2 separate regions of the Macaca mulatta genome follow, and region 1 is linked to region 2. The links are chromatin contacts, called in public Hi-C maps. All regions are on one chromosome and are shown on one strand. The core of a region is the stretch at or near the end of the contact, and the rest is flanking DNA. Distances in the headings are between cores, read along the strand shown. Region 1 holds the start of FBXL8 (F-box and leucine rich repeat protein 8). Region 2 holds the start of PHAF1 (phagosome assembly factor 1).

The links. Hi-C and Micro-C count contacts between places; a contact is called where the count stands out from the background.
Region 1: a Hi-C map of liver shows a contact between it and region 2, with 1.9 times the contacts expected there. The contact joins the promoter of FBXL8 here to the promoter of PHAF1 in region 2. A contact is called at or near these places in 3 of 14 Hi-C or Micro-C datasets (CD4 T cells, cortical neurons and liver).

The regions. Positions count from the first base shown.
Region 1 is chr20:62,699,824-62,704,618 of T2T-MMU8v2.0, forward strand. FBXL8 (F-box and leucine rich repeat protein 8) reads left to right here and starts at 3,254. Exons shown (of 3, transcript XM_077984224.1): 1 at 3,254-3,367. The region is part of intron 1 of TRADD (TNFRSF1A associated via death domain); the gene reads right to left.
Region 2 is chr20:62,651,249-62,656,014 of T2T-MMU8v2.0, forward strand. It overlaps PHAF1 (phagosome assembly factor 1), which reads left to right and starts at 1,773. Exons shown (of 17, transcript XM_077984223.1): 1 at 1,773-1,845; 2 at 1,960-2,080.

The sequences.
Region 1 (4,795 bases), core at 2,004-4,503, 50 kb after region 2:
CAGTCGGGTATCCAGTTCATCCCCCCTCCCTCTGCCCTGGAGACAACCGTCCAGCCCCACGTGGTTCAGCGTCTCCACAGTAACCTCAAGTCCCACATGGTTCAGTTGTCCCCACCACTGGTTGGCATACTTGGGACAGGAGTTCACCATCTCACAGGAAGCCCCTTGAGCTCCTGGCCCTATACTGAGTCCCACCCACCCCACGCTTGCAGTGAGGACTGTCCCTCCACTGCCTTCTCAGCGAAAGAGCCCAGGGTCACAGTGGAGGGGAGCAGAGGCAGATTCTGCAGTGGGGCTTCTCTGCCTCCTCCTCAGGCCTGTGTGTCTCTCTAACCACCATGGACCAGAGACATCTTCATGCTGGATGGTGCTCATGCCCCAAAGCCAACAAGACCCATATGCTCCTGGCCTTGCCTTCTGAGTAGACTTGAGCCCAGCATCTCTGGAGGACCTCAGCCTAAGACTAAACCTCCTGTCTTCACTTTGAAGGACACCTGCAGTTTGCATCTACCCAGATTCCCTCCTGAAAGCCTGACTTACCTTAGGGACTTCCCTCCTCCCTCTTCTCAATCCATGTGCCTGTGTCCCACTCCCTAGTTTCAGGTCGGGCTTGTGCACCAGACCTGGCTAATCTGCACATTCCATTCACATTTCTGCAGTGATTAGTTCAGAGCAGGGTGTAGGACTTAAGTTGGACCCATGAGAATCAACCCTGCAACTCTGGTTGAGCCAATAGGAAAGAGGCACTCCTTTCCCTTCCCTTGGGACTGAACTGGAAGGAAGAGGTAGCTCTCCTTTAATACTGCTTGGGAAGAGTCTGGCTGGGAATGAAGCTGACACAGAAAGAAATAGTCAAGAGATGGAGCAGTGCATTCCCAACCATACTACGCCCCTGGATCCAGCTGTTCCTGAAGCCACTGCACCCTGGACTTTTCAGTTATGTGAGCTAAATAATCCTTTTTTGTTGTAAAGCCCTTGGAGTTCGGCTCTGGTCATTTCCAACACAAATTGTTCTATTCCTTCCCTGTCCAGAAAAAGCCAGGGCCCCTTGGTGCTAGCATAGTATCTCCTTCCTCCATCTTCTGACAAAAACCTAGCCCTGGACCAGCTGAGGCAAAATTCCCAGCCAGGGAACCACTGCACTGACCCACAGCTCAGTGGTCTCCCAGTTACTACCCCATGAGACAGCAAGTAAGAAACTGCCCTCCCTCTTTCTCCCCACCTTACCCTTTTCCTAGAATCATGGGATCAAGGCCCTACCTCCTGCCCCATCAGTCACACTCCTGCACTCTCCAGTCATCAGGGTTTATATATGGTGGGCTAGGAGGAGTGTTGAGTGTTAGCTATGGGGCAGGACAGATGGGGTGGCCCCAGCTGCCATCTGTTTACATGAGGAACAGGAAGCTATCCTGTCCTGGCCTCGCAACGTGCTGGAATTACAGGAGTAAGCCACTACTCTCGACCTTTGTTTTCTAAATTTTCTTGTTTTTGAGACAGGGTCTTGCTCTGTCACCCAGGCTGGAGTGCAGTGGCACTATCACGGCTCACTGCAGCCTTGACCTTCCCGGCTCAAGCAATCCTCTCACCTCAGCCTTTCAAGTAGCTAGGACTTTAGGCATGCGCCACCAAGCCTGGCTAGTTTTTGTATTTTTAGTAGAGATGGAGTTTCACCATGTTGCCCAGGCTGGTCTCAAACTCCTGGGCTCAAGCGATCTGCCCACCTCAGCCTCCCAAAGTGCTGGGATCACAGGTGTGAGGCACCACACCTGGCCTCCTAATCTTTTCATAGAAAACATTAATACTGTGTACTTACACCAAACCACAGTCTGGATAGTAACAGGAAATTTGCATTTTGTTTATCTCTGGGCAGGATGGAGGGAGGGAGGTGGGGGTGGGGAAGGATTGTGGGTGATTTTTATTTTCTTTGTATTTAGCAATATTTTCTGCTTTATGTGAAGTAGAGACATTTTCTTTGTATTAAAAGAGCAAAATAAATTTGTTTTCTTTAAAAGCAAAACAAGAAAAAGTGGGAAACTCTGCAGGTGACAAGTGGGTCCATGATAGGGAGCCAGCCACGGAGGTGAGATAAGGGGGAGTCCTAGGAAAGTGGCCTGGGGAGTAGGAGAGAGTGAGAACCTCCCCTGGAAACGTTCCCTCTTTCACGTCTTCCTAGCCCCTTGACTTGGGAGTGCTGACCCGATGGTTGTGGCCCCACCCCAAGGGGTGGAAGTGGGGACCAAACGGGACCAATGTCTGCCCATCAGGTCTGCAGGGGAGGGTGGGGAGGCAGGGAGTACTGGGAACCTGGAGACTGGGGATGCTTCCTCACACTCACTAGTACCAGACCCATGGGGGAGGTAAGCCAGGCTGGAGGTCGAGTTAACAGGGTAAAGAGGCCAGGGCCCTAGTTTCGCATCCGCCGATTGGCAGCTCTTCTAACGTGTTCTTTCACAGAAGCCCCTCCTTGGGAAGCCCCGCGCCCCACCCACCCGTAGTCGTCCCTTTTTGGGAGGGGCTGAGGCTTCCAGGCTGGGTCCTGAGAACGTTTGGTGGCCGGAGACTGTGGGGCACTTGGGTACCGACCTAACAACGTCTGCCGCCATTTCCAGGGGCGAGCCACGCACGGTGCCCCTTGAACACTTAACAGTCCCGGGGGCAGCCCCACCTCTGGCTGGGTGGACAGGGACAGCCTGTGGGCGTGGCCCAGAAATGAAAGCCTGCGACTCCTTGCGACCCGCCGGGCACACCCCCTACTCAGCTACGCAGCTCCCGAGCGCTGGAGGGGAGCTTCCCAGGCTCCCACTAGCCCACCCTCAAGCTGGGGTTTCGCACGTGCGATCGGCTGGGGTGGACAGGGGGGTCTCCGCTCAAGGAGGTGTTCAGAACCACCCCTCCTCCCCCACCCTCTCTCCTGCGGGGCCCTACTGCTCCTCGAAAGCGCTGGCAGGGACGAAGAGCCTGCGGGGGCCAAATTCAGTACCGCCCCCCGCCTCCCACGGGAACAGCCCAATAGGCCGCCGCCACCAGCTGGCTGGAGCAGCCGCTGGTGACATCTGCGCCGCGCCCACGCTTCGGAGCCAAGATCCACCTCCGCTCCCGCCCGCACTGGGGAGCCCACCCACACACCCACCCACCAACTGCACTAACCTGGCCGCCTCGGCTGGGCCTGGGTTCCCACGCCCGCCAGGCTCCGCTCTACTCGCGCCGCTTCCGGGTGTGCGCGGAGGCGCTGGGGCGGTGCCCTAGCCCGAGCCTCCTAGTCCGCCCGCGCGTCCTGCTCCGCGGGCTCCCGGTGGCTGCTTCCCGCCCGCTGCCCTCTGCTGCCAGTCCCCTGTCCCGGGCAAAGCCCATCTGGTTCGCTGAGCAGGTAAGACACCAGCGCCCAAGGTTAGACGGCAGGAAGACCGGGACTTTGGGGGTTTGCGATTTTTACGAGGCCGGGGGCTCGTAAGAGCGAGAGCTGCCAGATTTCGGTAGATCAAGGGAGCGCCCCCTGGAGACCAGAATTTTCTGGTGCCCCTGGGGATCCGGCTTCAAGATCGCTGCTGCCAGTGGGCACTCAAAACGGGGTGCCCATGTGTCCCAGGTACAAGCCCAGCCGAGCGTATCTGAAGCCCCAGGAAACACGTGGCACAAATTCCGGGAGAAACTGTTAGCCCGGAAGATATGGGAACATTAACTGGCGAGTAGTGTGAAGCCTTGTGTACGCAAACCTTCAGGAACCTTAAAACAAGATTGGCGGCCCGGCGCAGTGGCTCACGCCTGTAATCCCAGCACTTTGAGAGGCCGAGGCAGGTGGATCACCTGAGATCAGGAGTTCAGGACCAGCCTGGCCAATATGGTGAAACCCCATCTCTACTAAAAATACAAAAATTAGCCGGACGTGGTGGCGCGCGCCTGTAGTCCCAGCTACTCGCGAGGCCGCGGCAGGAGAATCTCTTGAACCCGCGAGGTGGAGGTTGCAGTGAGCCGAGATCTCGCCACTGCACTCCAGCCTGGGCGACACAGCTAGATTCCGTCTCAGAACAAAACAAAACAAAAAGAAAAAACAAACAAGATTGGCAACTTCAAAGAGGACGCACACTTTTCCAATAACCCATCCCCCTCTAAAGGCTGCTCTCCAGGGTGGGTCTGCGGAGTTCCAGCCAAACCCAAAGTGCCCAGCGGGAGCCAGGACTGCTCAGGGGTCGGCACTTGAAACTTGAGCCCCTCAGGCACCAGAACCGTCAGGTCCCAGAGCCCCAAGTTCTTTTTCATCTTGTGGGGCTGTCTTAGGAAGCACCCGGGACATCTCCCCCGCGAGGCGGAGGCGGGGAAGGAGGCGGGGAAAGAGCCTCCCCTCCCGGGGCGGATCCAGCTTTGCCCCGCCCACACCTCGCTTCCTGATTGGCTCATGGTCCCTGACAAGGAAAAGTCTACATTAATGCTCCCGCCTTATTAACCCTGTAGTCACTTTCTACTAACCGGCCGGGTTAAGAAGGGGTTTCTCAGGCCGGGCGCCGTGGCTCATCCCCGTAATCCCATCACTTTGGGAGGCCGAGGCGGGCCGATCGCTCGAGCCCAGGAGTTCGAGGTCAGTCTGGGCAACAAAGCGAGACCTCGTATCTGAAACAAAATTACAAAAATTAGCCAGGCGTGGTGGCGTGCCCCTGTAGTCCCAGCCACTCGGGAGGCTGAGGTGGGAGAATTGCTTGAGCCCGGGATACAGAGGGTGCAGTGAGTTGTGATTGCGCCACCACTGCACTCCAGCCTGGGTAAAGTGGGAGACCCTGTCTCAAAAAAATAAATAAATAAA
Region 2 (4,766 bases), core at 523-3,022:
TTTTCTAAACATATCTTTAATGCTTGTCATGGTAAGGAATAATGACCCCCTGATTCCTGTCCTCTGCCACTCTATTAGGTATGATTGACAATGTTTTATTTTTCCAGAAATGTTCTTCCTTTTTGGTACAGCAAATGTTTATTTTTGTTTTTACAGAAAAAAAGCGGCGGGGGGGGTCATAGTATGCATACTTCCGCATCTGACTTTTTTCTCTTGGAATTCCTTCCACATCAACATAGAGACCTACTTCACTTTTTATTATTTATTTATTTATTTAGAGACAGGATCTCGCTCTGTCATCCAGGCTGAAGCCCCAGGGCTCAATAATCACAGCTCACTGCAGCTATCCTCAAGCTATGCTCCCACCTCTCAGCCTCCTGAGTAGCTAGGACTACAGGCCCAACCTACTGCCACCACACCAGCTAATTTTTTTTTTTTTTTAATACAGACTGGGTCTTGCTATGTTACCCAGGTGGTCTCAACTCCTGGGCTCAACCGATCCTCCCACCTCATTCTCCCAAAGTGCTGGGATTACAGCTGTGAGCACTGTTCTCAGCATTCACCTTTAAAAACATGTCTAATTATATATCTCAGGGTTTATTTATCCACTTTCCTACTGGACATCTCAGTGACCCAGTTCTGTTGTTTTGGCATACAGTGCTGCAGTGGACAACCTTCTCTATGTAGTTTATCAAACAGCGATTTCAAATTTTGATAGAGCCTCCCAAGATAAACTAGTATCAAGCCAGTTTGAGAATTTAGTATGCCACTCTCCCCTGCTGAAAACCTTCCGGGGCAATGTAATGGAAAGGACTTGGGTTCTGCCGCCTAGAACCAAGGAGCCTTGGGTCTTTAACCCTCTCTGGGCCTCATGTATTCGCCTGCATAAAGTCGGTATAATCTCGCGTCTCAGGTTGGTTGTGAGAACCCAGAAACTGCCTCCGTGAAGGCTTGGCATCAGCAGAGGCCTCGGTTGTCCTTTAGTTTCAGGGTGTCCTGGGGCACGGGCCAAAACCTCAGGCTGAACGTGCTAGAGGAACCTTCCTTTCCCTTGCAGATTAGGAAAACTGTGGCACAGAAAGTGCCATAGGGGTTGGTCAAGACCCCACAGCTTTGGTCCACGCTGCTGCGGGCGGCTTCGGATCCTGGTCCCGGGGGACTGCGCACATTTGGATGTGGTCAGCAGGGAGGCCTGGCCCGGCCCCTTCCCCTTCTACCGAGTCCTCTCCCCTAACCAATTCCAACCCTTAACGCCCACAGTCCTCACTCGGTTCGACTCCTGCCCCAGGGGCGACCGGGTGGGGACGTCATTCCTGAACAACTAAAAGCTGCTGCGGCCAGCGTCACCTCCAGCCCCAGCGGAGACGGTGGGGGCCGTAAGGCTTAGGGACTCCGCGTCCTCCCTCCAGCTGGGCCTCAGCGTGCCCTCTGTACTTGCCTTCTGCGACCAGTCAATGTGAGTCGGATGTGTGTGTGGACTGCAGACGGGTGTTGTGCAGCTGTGTGACGTGTGTGTTGTGTGGTGAACCGTTCTTTGTGTAGATATGTGACGTGTGTGTGCTGTGGTGCACGGATATAGGGGCTCACGAAGTACCGGACTCCTCGCTCCTAGAGCCCCGATGGTTGCCGACGTTACAGCCCTGCCCGGCTCAGCCTCAGCAACCGCGGTGGAACCCGGAGTTTGCGCGTGCGCGGCTCCGCCTCAGGCTCCTCCCCCGCGCTGGCACTCCCGCCTCCGCCGGCCCTCCCCGCGCTTTACGGCCCGGCACGCCACTTTTACTGCAGTCGCTCCCGCCGCCGCCGTAGCCCCCACCGTAGCTTGTGCTGCAGGTGAAGTGAAGTGAGGTGAGGTGTGGTGTTGGGCCGGTGCCGCCGCCCCTGCCGCGGGGGAGGAGGTGGAAAGTGGGGCTGCGGCGGGCCAGCGGGGGCGGCCTGTCAGCCGCTGCTTTGTCTCCTCAGCTTGGGTCCAGTCTGCGCTGCTGCACGGAGGCCGCCCGGGCCAGGCGAGCCGAACCAATGCTGGACTTGGAGGTGGTGCCCGAACGCTCTCTGGGGAACGAGCAATGGGAATTCACGCTGGGTGAGTTTGGGGTCCTCTGTCAGGACCCCATTCGCTGATCCTTGTTTTCTTCTGGGCTCTTCCCACCTCTGTTCTCAGTCTCTCACGCCCCTGCGCCCGCAGCTCCTCACCTCTTTCGTCCTCTCAGCTGTCCGAGCTCCAGGCACTAGACACCAGCTCCAAGTGGCCCGATTTGCCTGTCAGTTGCTCATCTCGGGTCTCAGCAGGGTCTCTTCTGGGACGGTGGGACAGTAGTAGTAAAGACAATAATAGCTGGCTCTCCCCAAATGCCTAATGCCCGGCCCTGCTCTTTTTGAACGTAATTCTCTCTAGTACCCTTCGCCGGCGCCTAAGGATAGGTACTATTGTTATTCCCATTTCCATTTTACAGACTAAATAATGGCTGAGAAGTGGCTGATCCCTCTGATCACCACTGTGGCCTGTGGTCTGTCTCTCACTGCTTTTCTGGGCTGTGGCTTCCTTCCCCTTTTTTGGATGGGAAACCTAGGTTTGGAACCCATGTTGGGGCTCTGGTCAAGGGAGTTGAGTTTGTGTGTGTTAAAGGAACAGCTGACTTGCTTCCCTCTCTTTTTTTTTTTTTTTTTTTTTTTTTGAGACGAAATCTGACTCTGTCGCCCAGGCTGGAGTGCAGTGGCGCGATGTTGCCTCACTGCAACTTAACGCCTCGTGGGTTCAAGCGATTCTCCTGCCTCAGCCTCCCCAGTAGCTAGGATTACAGGCACGCGCCGCCACACCCGGCTAATTTTTGTATTTTTAGTAGAGACGAGGTTTCACCATGTTGACCAGGCTGGCTGGTTTCGAATTCCTGACCTCGTGATCCGGCCACCTCGGCCTCCCAAAATGCTGGGATTACAGGCGTGTACCACTGCACCCGGCCCCGCTTCCCTCTCTTTTGAAATGTAGTCTGTATCGGATGCTGTAAGCCTAAACCCAGACCTCAGTTGTGACAGGTGAAGGTTGGATGAAATAGGAGTTAGGGGGACGTAACATTTAGTTTCTAAAAGATGCAGTTTGGTCGTTTGGGGTTTGCTGGCCCAGCTTTCTCCCTTCACCCTCTCCATTCCCAACATCACTGCTTTTATGTGTACAAGGATGTTTGTATTCAGTAACCCCTGTGTGTTTACTTTGATGTTCCAGCACTAAGAAAAGGGGGTGGGGGTAGGTGTTGGTGCTGTTTGTTTATGCAGGCCTGAACTTTAATCACTCTAATGTGAGCTACTGGACTAAATCAGCTGCTTCATTGGATTATATATTATCCTTGACTCTGGAAGACTCAATTCTGTGGAGACAGTGTATTGGAGAAACCAGGTGGTACAGATTGCTGGTAGGGCCCTGCTGATACTTAGTGGCTACATACATCCTGTGTGTTGTAAGAGCCAGTTTTTGTTGTTGGTGTTCTGTTTTAAGACAGTCTCACTCTGTTGCCCAGGTTGGAGTGCAGTGGCACAATATCAGCTCAATGCAACCTCTGCCTCCCAGGTTCAAGCAATTCTCCTGCCTCAGCCTCCTGACTAGTAGCTGGGATTACAGGTATCTGCCACCATGCCTGGCTAATTTTTGTATTTTTAGTGGAGACCAGGTTTCACCATGTTGGCTAGGCTGGTCTTGAACTCCTGACCTCAAGTGATCTGCCTTGGCCTCCCAAAGTGCTAGGATTACAGGTGTCAGCCACCGTGCCCAACCATAAAAGCCGGTTTAATTTAGGGGTCTTGGTCAAATTCTTTCATAACTTACACCACTCCTGCAGAGTTCTTTCCAAAATATTAGCTGGTACGAAATGCTTCATTCTTTTGTGAAGCACTAACAGCTTAGTTGGGAGGCTAGTGATACCATGCTAATGCTGTTTGGCTTTTTGTTAACTCCTTTCCTTCCCTCTCCTTGACAGCTTCTACCCAAGCAAGATCCTCCCAGGGCTGGGTAAAAACCACAGCCATAGCTTCAAACTGTGCTTGATAGTGTGACTAGGTTGTGGATCTCTTGGTGGTACAAGCATTCAGAGTCCCTTGGTCAAAAGTAGTGGCTAGGGACTGGGTGCAGTAACTCATGGCTGTAATCCCAACACTTTGGGAAGCTGAGACAGGAGGATGGCTTGAAGCCAGGAGTTCAAGACCAGCCTAGGCAACATGGTGAGACCTCGTTTCTACAAAAAAAAAATTAGGTTAGTCAGGCCTGTAGTCTCAACTACTCGGGAGGCTGAGATGGAAGGATCACTTGAGGCTGGGAGGTCAAGGCTGCCATGGGTCATGATCATACCACTGGGCATGATCCTGGGTGACAGAGGGAGACCCTGTCTCAAAGAGACCAAAAAAAAAAAAAAAAAAAAGTTAACTAGGATATTAATTGAGATCAGGATTTCCAGAAAACTGAGTGAGAGAGCAAGGCTTCTCTCGGAGCTGTTGTTTTGAGACCCTAACCCTGACACCTAGCTCTGGTAGTTTCCCAGGAATCAAGGATTTACATAGTTCTTTCAAACTGTCTAAATAGCAACCAAAAACAGTGAGAAGGGCATTTCTGTATATTAGGTCCAGAATTGAATTTTAGGGGAAAGCTCATAGACTGACCCAGAGCCTTCATGATTCCCGTGGGTCTTAAAATTCATTTTTACATGGTGTCTGCTTGAGAGATGGTGGTCATTTAACTTTATCAGTCATTTTCCACCCCTTTCAATCAGGAAAGTCATTTTCCA